Linked DNA regions of Ovis aries: region 1 is linked to region 2. The links are chromatin contacts, called in public Hi-C maps. All regions are on one chromosome and are shown on one strand. The core of a region is the stretch at or near the end of the contact, and the rest is flanking DNA. Distances in the headings are between cores, read along the strand shown.

The links. Hi-C and Micro-C count contacts between places; a contact is called where the count stands out from the background.
Region 1: a contact with region 2 is called in a Hi-C map of tail adipose tissue, with 1.7 times the contacts expected there. The contact joins the promoter of SERINC5 here to the enhancer-like site in region 2. A contact is called at or near these places in 2 of 16 Hi-C or Micro-C datasets (both in tail adipose tissue).

The regions. Positions count from the first base shown.
Region 1 is chr7:11,187,026-11,191,885 of ARS-UI_Ramb_v3.0, reverse strand. SERINC5 (serine incorporator 5) reads left to right here and starts at 3,271. Exons shown (of 12, transcript XM_060418823.1): 1 at 3,271-3,425. The coding sequence starts at 3,399.
Region 2 is chr7:11,136,245-11,140,936 of ARS-UI_Ramb_v3.0, reverse strand. It overlaps SERINC5 (serine incorporator 5), which reads left to right. Exons shown (of 12, transcript XM_060418823.1): 2 at 3,459-3,620. Among named protein-coding and RNA genes, the nearest start is that of SERINC5, 50 kb to the left of the region's middle. Within about 2 kb of position 1,791, at least 7 of the 54 cell types and tissues checked have an H3K27ac peak or open chromatin away from gene starts, as enhancers often do. A contact at or near this core is called in tail adipose tissue, where this site is marked.

The DNA.
Region 1 (4,860 bases), core at 2,022-4,521, 49 kb before region 2:
GGCCTGGATCCTACTACCAGCTCTGCCTGTAACCCAGTGGTATGCTCCAATTTCCCTAAAAGGTGAGGAGACTTCATAGCCCCAGCAGGCTCAAACTGAAGTAGATTTCACACCTTCCCCTCCCCAGAAGCTGCCTGACTCTTCCCAAGGGAAGAGCAACTCCTGGCACCCAAGTAGTCTCCCAGGGTGAGAAGTGGGCCCAGAATGACCATCCCAAACAACAGTGAACCTGACTAGACAGTCTCAGTGAGATCCTTGGCTTCTGATGAGTCATAGACAGCCACCAAGCAGGAGGCTGCACCAGTCTGGTACTGTTTAGGCTGGTTTTGTTGTTGTTGCTGTTTTAAATTATTATTTTAAAAATTTTAGTTGGAGCCATTTCTCATTACTTTCCATGGCTCTGAGTAGGGCCTGCTCCATTATTTCTCTTCCTCTAAATGCTGGCACCTGAGATTCAAGGAGATTCTGGAACTGACCACCACTCTTGGACCCTTTTAATCAACAGAAATTGATAAGGGGCCAGAGGAGAATTTCAGGCAAGAAACTCCAGCCCCAATAAAGGCGGAGAAACATCACAACCTCAGATATGCAGATGGCAGAAAGCAAAGAGGAACTAAAGAGTCTCTTGATGAGGGTGAAGGAGAAGAGTGAAAGAGCTGGCTTAAACCCAAATCTTAAAAAAAGAAAACTAAGTTCATGGCATCTGGCTCCATTACTTCATGGCAAATAGATGGGGAAAGGTGGAAGTAATGACACATTTCCTCTTCTTGGGCTCTAAAATCACTGTGGATGGTGACTGCAGCCATAAAATCAGAAGATGTTTGCTTCTTAAAAGGAAAGCTATGACAAACCTAGACAGTGTGTTGAAAAGCAGAGACATTACTTAGTCCACCAAGGTCCATATAGTCAAGGCTATGGTCTTCCCAGTGGCCATGTACGGTTAGGAGAGCTGGACCATAGAGAAGGCAGAGCACCAAAGAATTGATGCCTTTGAACTGTGGTGCTGGAGAAGACTCCTGAAAGTCCCTTGGATATCAAACCAGTCAACCTTAAGGGAAATCAACCCTGAATACTCGTTGAAAAGGACTGATATTGAAGCTGAAGCTCCAGTATTTTGGTCATCTGATGAGAACAGGTGACTCATTGGAAAAGTCCCCGATGCTGGGAAAGTTTAAGGGTAGAAGGAGAAAAGGGCATCAGAGGATGAGACAGCTGGATGACATCACCAATCCAATGGACATGAACTTGGGCAAACTTTGGGAGATGGTGAGGGACAGGGATCCTGGCGTGCAGCAGTCCATGGGGTCACAAAGAATCAGACAAAATTGGGCTACTGAACAACAGTTTCATCACCAGGGAATAGAAGCAAGAAACAGGTACCCTTGCGAGCTCTTGGAGGGAAGCTGCGTGTGTCCTTGACTGGTGTAACAATAGGGATGGAGGAGTGGGTTTGGCAAAAGGTTAACCTTATTATGGGCTTCCCAGGCAGCACTAGTGATAAAGAACCCACCTGCCAATGCAGGGGATGTAAGAGATGTGGGTTCATTCCCTGGGCCAGGAAGATCCTCTGGCCAAGGGCACGGTGACCCACTCCAGTGTTCTCACCTGGAGAATCCCATGGACAGAGGAGTTTGGTGGGCTACATTCCATAGGGGTGCACAGAGTCAGACAGGACTGAGCACGTGTACAGGTACCTTACTATGTCTGTCTACCCCTTTGGTGGTGTGTACAGGGATCATGCATAGTACCCTGCTAGGTACTTTACTATGTCTGTCTACCCCTTTGGTGGTGCAGTGTACAGGGATCATGCATAGTACCCTGCGTTAGCTCCTGGCACCTCAAAAACTTGTAGTCTGTGGCTTTTTTTGTATCCTCTTGCTCAAGGTTGTCTCAACTGAGCATGGGTGCAGTTATTTTTAGTCACTTATAATTTCCCTGTATCCTACTGCTCAAGAAGGTTGTCCAGGTGCAAGCACTCTGGAAGCCTGTCTCAATTCTAGAAGAGTCTGTGCTGCTCATAATCCAAGCATTGGTTCCCATGGACTTTTCTCTTACTTTCCATCTCCTCAACTGCCGACAGACACTACTTTGCCAAAGGCAAAGGTCAGATTTGTGTCATGTCCCAGGGGATCAGACATGTGCCTCCCAGTCCCTGTATTGTTTTTTTCAGCTTTACTGTTAAACTTTGGGCAGGTTATTTAAATTGCCTGAGCTTCAGTCGCCCCATTTCTAAAATAGAGAATAATCCTTATTTTAAGAAATGAAAGGAATTTGGTGCAAAGTTTGCACTAACAGAAATTCCTCTTCTTGGGGAAGTGGCCACGAGGAGATTTAGGTAGGGAGAACTCTTTCTGCATGTCACAAATATCTGTGCTCACTGGCATCCAACTCTTTGTGACCGCATGGACGTAGCCCTTCAGGCTCCTTTATTCAAGGGATTTTTCCAGGCAAGAATATTGGAACAGGTTGCCATTTCCTCCTCCCAGGGGTCTTCCTCCACCCAGGGACTGAACCGGCGCCCCTTGTGTCTCCTACATTGGCAGGTGAACTCATTACCTCTGAACCACCTGGGAAGCCAGAGAGGAAGGAGGAATGCAAACCAATCCCTGGGCGCGGATGCGGTCTCCTATGGGTGGCGGAGAGACTGGAAAACAGGGAAGCACAGAAAGGGTCCTCTCTGGATCCCTTAAGGTGCCATGGTAACATGCCAAGACAGCAAAGTGACCAGGGATTCGTAGCTTGGGCAGAGGGAATCTTACCAAAGTTTGAGAAATGTTATTGGGAGATGAAGAAGATAAAGGGACTTCTGAAACAGGCATCCCGTGCATACACCAGTTCGGGGCGAGGCCGAGCACAGACTAGCACCCGGCCATCCCTATCGCGCCGGTTCAGTGCAGGGCACTCGGAATCATTCACAAAAGGCTTTATTGGAGTCAGCAACCAGCTCTTCCACCGGAGCCGCGGATTGGGGGCGCTGCTCCCTTCAGGGCTGGGGACCGAGAGTGCCGGGCCAGCCTGTCGGCGGTCGGACTTCGCAGTCCAGCGCAGGACCGGGAAGTGATGACCACTGCCTGCTGCTTGACGCCAGCGGAAGTGCGAGCCGGGGGAGATGGAGTTCGGAGGCGGTGCCCCGGGAAGGGGCGGGAACAGGGAGGGGCTACGGGCGGTGGCGGCCTGACGGGGCGGGGCCTGGGCCGAGGGGCGGGGCCTGGGCCGAGGGGCGGGGTTTGGCGGAGGTTGTTTTCACCCAGGCCTAGGTCCCCCAAGCTCAGCTGGGGCTGCGCGGCGTGGAGGTGTGAGCGGTCTGCGGACGGACGCTTGCTGCCGGAGCTAGCCAGGAGCGCCGGAGCGAAGCTGCAAGCGGACGAGCGCGCGGGTGGTGGTGGTCGGCCGCTGCTATGTCAGCGCGGTGCTGTGCGGGCCAGGTGAGAAGAGGGAGACAGATCGGTGGAAACCTGGCCAGTAGCCCGAGGCACTACGGGCTTCCCTGGGTGTGCGCCCCGCCTCCGCCGCCGAAAGTGGGGCGGGTGACCCCGCGCCGCCTGGGTGAGTGCCCCGGGCCGGAGCCCGGCGCTCAGCCGTCAGGGAAACCCTCTGCTTCGGCGGGCGGACCAGGGGCACACGGGGGGCAGCCCGAGAGGTGACCCCGAGGTCTTCTCGTTGGGCGTTAGGTAGGAACTTGGCTTAGGGCGGGGCAGGCAGGGTTCGGGCGGAAGGTGCCGACTGTTTCTGGAGCGTGTCGCCTACTCTCCAGGGCACGAGTGTGTGGAGCCGAGCTCCGTAGGCCACCGGGCTCTGCCAGCCCCGTGAATCCAGGAGAAGACGTGGGTTTGGGCAACCACTCCTCTACCATGCCCTGAACGAAACTCGGCTCGTTTGGCTCAGGCGTATTGCGCTTGACATCTCCCAGGGCTCCAGAACCCTGGCTCTGTTCATTCGAGAACAGAGAAGCCTGCTTTCCAAACCGCAGGGCTCAGGTCTCGGCGCTGGGAAGTCAGCCCTGTTTGTTGAATTTCCCGACCCAACCCTGGCTGGACACGAACGCGCCGCCTGGGTAGGAACCTCGAGCGTTCTCATCCCCCTTTCAGCTATGAACTTGCCCGAGCTTGTTTGTAACTCTCGCCTATTAAACTCCCGAGATCTTAAAACACCTGTGCCCGCTTGGGATCGGCGTCTTCTACGGGTTGGCAGTACGTCAGGGCAGAATTGGTAGTAGGTGTTAACCCTTAGCCCTGCTTTCATTCCTTCTTGCAGAGTTAGAAAGGAAGAAGTAGGTAAAATCTGCCAGGCGTTGCGCTCCCACCTTCTCAGACATGTTGATTATCGACATTTCTTTACAGAGTTTTAATAGTTCGTTTTTTTCCAGTGAGTCTAGCCCGGCTGTCGCTGCTTGCTGGTACATTCAGCCTTGCGATAATCAGGCCAGCCCGTAAGGGATGCAGGGGCTAAGCTGTGGGTTTCTGTATAGCCACCGATTAGACTGGTAGATAATCCGACCTCTTTGCAGTGGCCCTGTGAGAAGTTATCGCTTGGGTTTTTGAGGTCTAATACTGTCCTTGGCATGCATTCAGGCTGGTCTTTTCAGAGATGAGGAAATTGAGGTTTTTTAACTTGAGGTGGAATGACTTGCCCTCAGTCAGGCGAAGTGACAAGAGGGCACTGGAGACCAAAGTGGACCTCAGAAGGCGGCTTTCAGAATATTCCAGATCTCAAGAAGGCTTTGCAAATAGTTCATTGTGGTTGTTTTGAGGGAGTTCCATTTTGAGATGACCCCTCATTATACAGTGATTAGGTTATGATATTTCGAGGCACCTGTCCCCAGTCGCTTGAAAGCCCCTTGAGGCTTTCTGTGGCTCCTAG
Region 2 (4,692 bases), core at 542-3,041:
TGAGACGTAAGAGACGGGGGTTTTTTCTCTGGGTCAAGAAGATCTCCTGGAGGAGGGCATGGCAACCAACTCCAGTGTTCTTTCCTGGAGAATCTCACAGACAGAGGAGCCCGGCAGGCTACAGTCCGTGGGGTTGCAAAGAGTCGGACATGACTGAAGTGACTTAGCATGCACGTAGTACACTTTTACTGTTTGTGATTGGCCTAGTTTTCATTGATAAATAACTTGTAGGCTAGTAGAGCTCTGCTATTTGATTCTAATAATAGGCGTGTGTGTGTATATATGTGCACACATCTATATCTGCCTATCTATCTATATGTATGTGTGTGTGTATGGTGGTGGTTTAGTTGCTAAGTCATAGCTGACTCTTTTGTGACCCAATGGACTATAGCCAGCTGGCTGCTCTGTCCATAGGATTTCCCAGGCAAGAATACTGGAGTGGATTGCCATTTCCTCCTCTAGGGGACTGAGGGATCAAACCTGCATCTCCTGCATTGCAGGTGGATTCTTTATCACTGAGCCACCAGGGAAACTCATATGTATATACACATAAATACCATATACAGAGTGAAAGTGAAAAATAAGGAGAACTTTGTTGATTAAAAAAAACGCACAAAATGAGAGTTGCCATTTAAGTTTTCTTTGGGGGCAAAATGAGGACTGTAGCCTAGGAGACAGCATTTCAGATAGTTCTGAGAACCTGCTCTGAGGAGGTAAGGGGAAGCTAGGATATATAGCAGCTTTGCAACAAAGACATCCCTGGTGGCTCAGAGGTTAAAGCGTCTGCCTGCAATGTGGGAGACCTGGGTTCGATCCCTGGGTCGGGAAGATCCCCTGGAGAAGGAAATGGCAACCCACTCGAGTACTCTTGCCTGGAGAATCCCATGGACGGAGGAGCCTGGTGGGCTACAGTCCACAGGCTCGCAAAGAGTCGGACACGACTGAGCGACTTCACTCAACTCACTTTGCAACAAAGGGCACGCAGTCTGAATATCAGAAGATTACTGTCCCCAGAAGTTTGGCACTTTGCTATGTGTGGGGAGATGCGCGAGTTGGGTCTCATTGAAATTGTTCCTTTGATATAGATCTCAGCTCTTTGGGGCAAGTTTCTCGTGTTTTCACATCCTGAGTGTCCTCAGAGCTCCTGGCTCACGTGGAGACTGCAGTTGCGGATGACTGTCACATACTTGTTTACTGATATGGCAGGAAATAGTTTCATTTTCCAACTAAAAAATTAGGTCTATACAATGCTACGTGACTTTAAAAATGATAGGATTAAACCAATATGATTTTCTCTTCATTTTCCATAATCATATTCCTCTGTTACCATCTGTCTTTAAATGATCGATTAGGCTCACATTATATCTGCATCTGTTCATTTTTCCCTCTGCGGAGACAGTTAAGTATAAAGGTTGATTCTGCTTTGGGTAAGTGATGTCATGGTATGTATCATCTGCTTCTAAATATTTCTTTTTCCATGTAGGATAAATATTTGATCACATTTGAATTTGAAAGACAGTAAAACTGGTTATCTAAGACCATGGAGCTTAAAGAGTTAGCAACCAGTGAATGAGGCAGTTGGGAAGGAATTTGAGAGGCAGAGGAGGGAGGCAGGGCTGGGAGAGGAGCCAGCTAGGCCAGTGGGAGGAGAAAAGAGGGAGCTGCGAGGGAGAGAAAAGAAAAATTGGGGCATATGAGTGGAAAGGGATCAGCAAATCAAAGACAGAGACCGTGGGCGAGTGAACTGTGAAGGAAGGTGGCCTGTAAGAACACCATAAAGGCAGCGGAGTTAGGGTTCTGCTGTGTGATCTGTTAGCTCAGCCCGGTAGAGGAGCTGATCTTGCAAAGCAGTGGCCCAGCCTTATGAGGCAAGAAGAGTCTTGAGGAAAATGGCTTAGAAAACTGCATGTAAGATGGAAAGGGCACATTAGGACATTTCAAGTAATGAAATAGTGCAGAATGACAAAGGGCTTAAACAACAGCGATTTCATGAAGTAGATTAAATAATCTGGGAAATGTGTATCTTTCCAAGATCTGTCCTGATGATTACAGCCTGTTGTCATCTTACTCCCGTGATCTCTTCTTACCATAAGTGATGTTTATAGTGTAGCCTTCTAACTGATGCTTGTTTTGAAGCCGCGCAAAACTCTGAACTTCCTGCTAAATCATGATCAAAAGATTACATTGTTAGGTTTTTATATATAGTGTTAAAACACATAGGTTTTGGTGGTCATTTGTAGTTTATGGTAATCTCTTTTGTATTATTCTCTATTTACTAAAGAGCAAATTCCTCCCTAAAACCAGGTATGTCTGATTAGGTTATCCAAGAGACCAGCAGTACATTAAGTAGGTTACCACCCGTACTCTAATACATGAGGAGTCTGAGTCTTGAAAAGTAAGGAAACTTGCTTGGGGCTCATAGCTAATAGGTTGCAGAGCCAGGTCCCAAATCCAGGCTGGCTGAATACTTTGAGCTTGTAACAACGCTGTGTTCTCTTGCCCGGTGGTTACTAAAGAATAGTTTCCTTTTAGGGCAGTGAAAATACTCTTAATACTGTAATGATGGATCGATGTCATTGGACATTTATCTAAACCCGTAACGTACAGGACACCGAGAATGGAGCCTTATGTAAACCATGGACTTGGTGTGATTTTGAGGTGCCAGTGCAAGTTCATCCTTGGTAAAAAATTTTTTTTAATGTACCATTCTGGTCGATGATATTGACAGTGGGAGAGACTGTACCTGTGTGGGAATAGGGGGCATACGGGACATCGCTGTGCCTTCCCCTTAATTTTGTTGTAAAACCTAAAACTACTCTTAAAAAAAAAAAAAAAAAAAAAACTCTTCAAGAAAACTTAACTCCAGACCCAAACCTGAAAACTTAGTCCCTGTTTTTATTTAATATTCTCAAGTCAAATTATGTCCAGTTGCATTGACCGATAAAGCCCAGTCCTGCCCACTCATTAGCCTCAGGCCCACCCTTCCTGTGTGAATCTCTGAGAGGCGCCTGTGTCTTTTGTGCTTCCTGTTCGTGGTAATCCGCCCCCTCCTCCGCCCGGCCCCAGCCCCCTCCTCCGGCCCCCGCCCCCACCCCCACCATGCATGCAGTTCTTTCTTTGGCTATGGATTTTGACACGTCTCTTTCTTGGGCTCAGCTTCTTGGTTTTCCCATCCTTCCCACTTCCCTTAGTTCTTCTTCTAGTTCTTGGCTTCTTGTGCTCTTCCCTGATTGTTTTTGTCTGAGTGATCACAGTGCTTCGGGTGAAGGGCGCCTTTTCTGTTTAGCTATTGGACATCTCCTAAGCCTCACCATGTTTATTAAAGACAATGTCAGACCAGTCCTGGCGACAGCTTTGTTCACACACGTCCTATGGGTGGGAGCTCACCTGCAGAGGCCTGGGCTCAGTAGGTCTATAAAGGAGAGGCTCTGAGAAGACGCTCTGTGTTTCCTTCCTAGCTGGCCTGCTGCTGTGGGAACGCCGGCTGCTCCTACTGCTGTGGCCCCAAGGTGCGCCAGTCCCGGAGCACCCGCTTCATGTACGCGCTCTACTTCATCCTGGTCGTCATCATCTGCTGCGTCATGATGTCCGACACCGTGGCCAACCAGATGAGGGAGCACGTGAGTCAGCCCCGTCCACTCTGCCCATCACCGGCGATGGTTAATCAGGGGGTGTGGGAAGCATTCAGTGTAGAGCATGGGGCCCAGCCACCCGGGGTGGTTTGGGGTTATACCTGCTCTCCCCAAGCCTTGCTGAAGCCTCTTCAATGCTTTCTCTCTAAGCGGGCAAACCCTTCCCCATCTTGATCTTTAGTGGTAGGTCAGATGCCTTCTGATGCTCTTGGTGGAGAAGATTGTATGTGTTGTCTTAGCTTTGCTGATGGCTGATTAGATGTGTAGTCTTTCCTTGTAGGCTTTTGTACTTTTCCCTTGTCCTAAGGATGACTGCCAGTGTCTCCAGCAGCTATTATATAAACACTTAATGTGGCCAGTGTGGTAAAGCCTAGACCAGCCCACACATAATGAGGAGTGGGCTACAGGGCGGGTTTTCCTTTTCTGGACATGTCACTTGTAGGGTGGATGTTTCCAAGGGTGAAGGATAGATTTTCTTCCAGTCATTGCCTGGGCAGTATCTGCAAGGTATCCCTGGTATGTGACTCTGAGAGAGACACATATAGGACCTTTTTCTGGAGTTTCCTCATAATGGGCCTGATGATGAGGGGTTGAGTTGGGGATTCTGAGGGAGCCCAATAAATAACACCATCCTTCCCTTCTCAGGTTCTGAATAAACTGACAAAAAATACTACAATGTCAGCAGGTAGATACAAACATCACTTTTATCCCTCCCAAAAAGCTGGTATAAGACAGCATGACTCATATTTGCAAGGAAGTGGGCTTCCTACTACTGAACCCCAAAACTGAGTCAGACTTAACCCACCTGGGGACCCCACCTGAGCCAGGGAACACTTCCTCTACAGGGGCACGTTTGCTGCAGGCGTGTTCTCTGGGGGCAGCTCTCCTCAGAGGGAACGGGAGAGAAGAAGAAAGGCTGACCAGCTAGACCCTATTTGCCCCACAGACTTAGCGCTTAGCACTGCATCTTCCAGGGGCCCAGACCCATCTTCCCTTGCCCAAAGGGGCAAGGTCAGACAGTGCCCTGCTGGAACCACGGAGATGGAGCCACCAGGAGCAA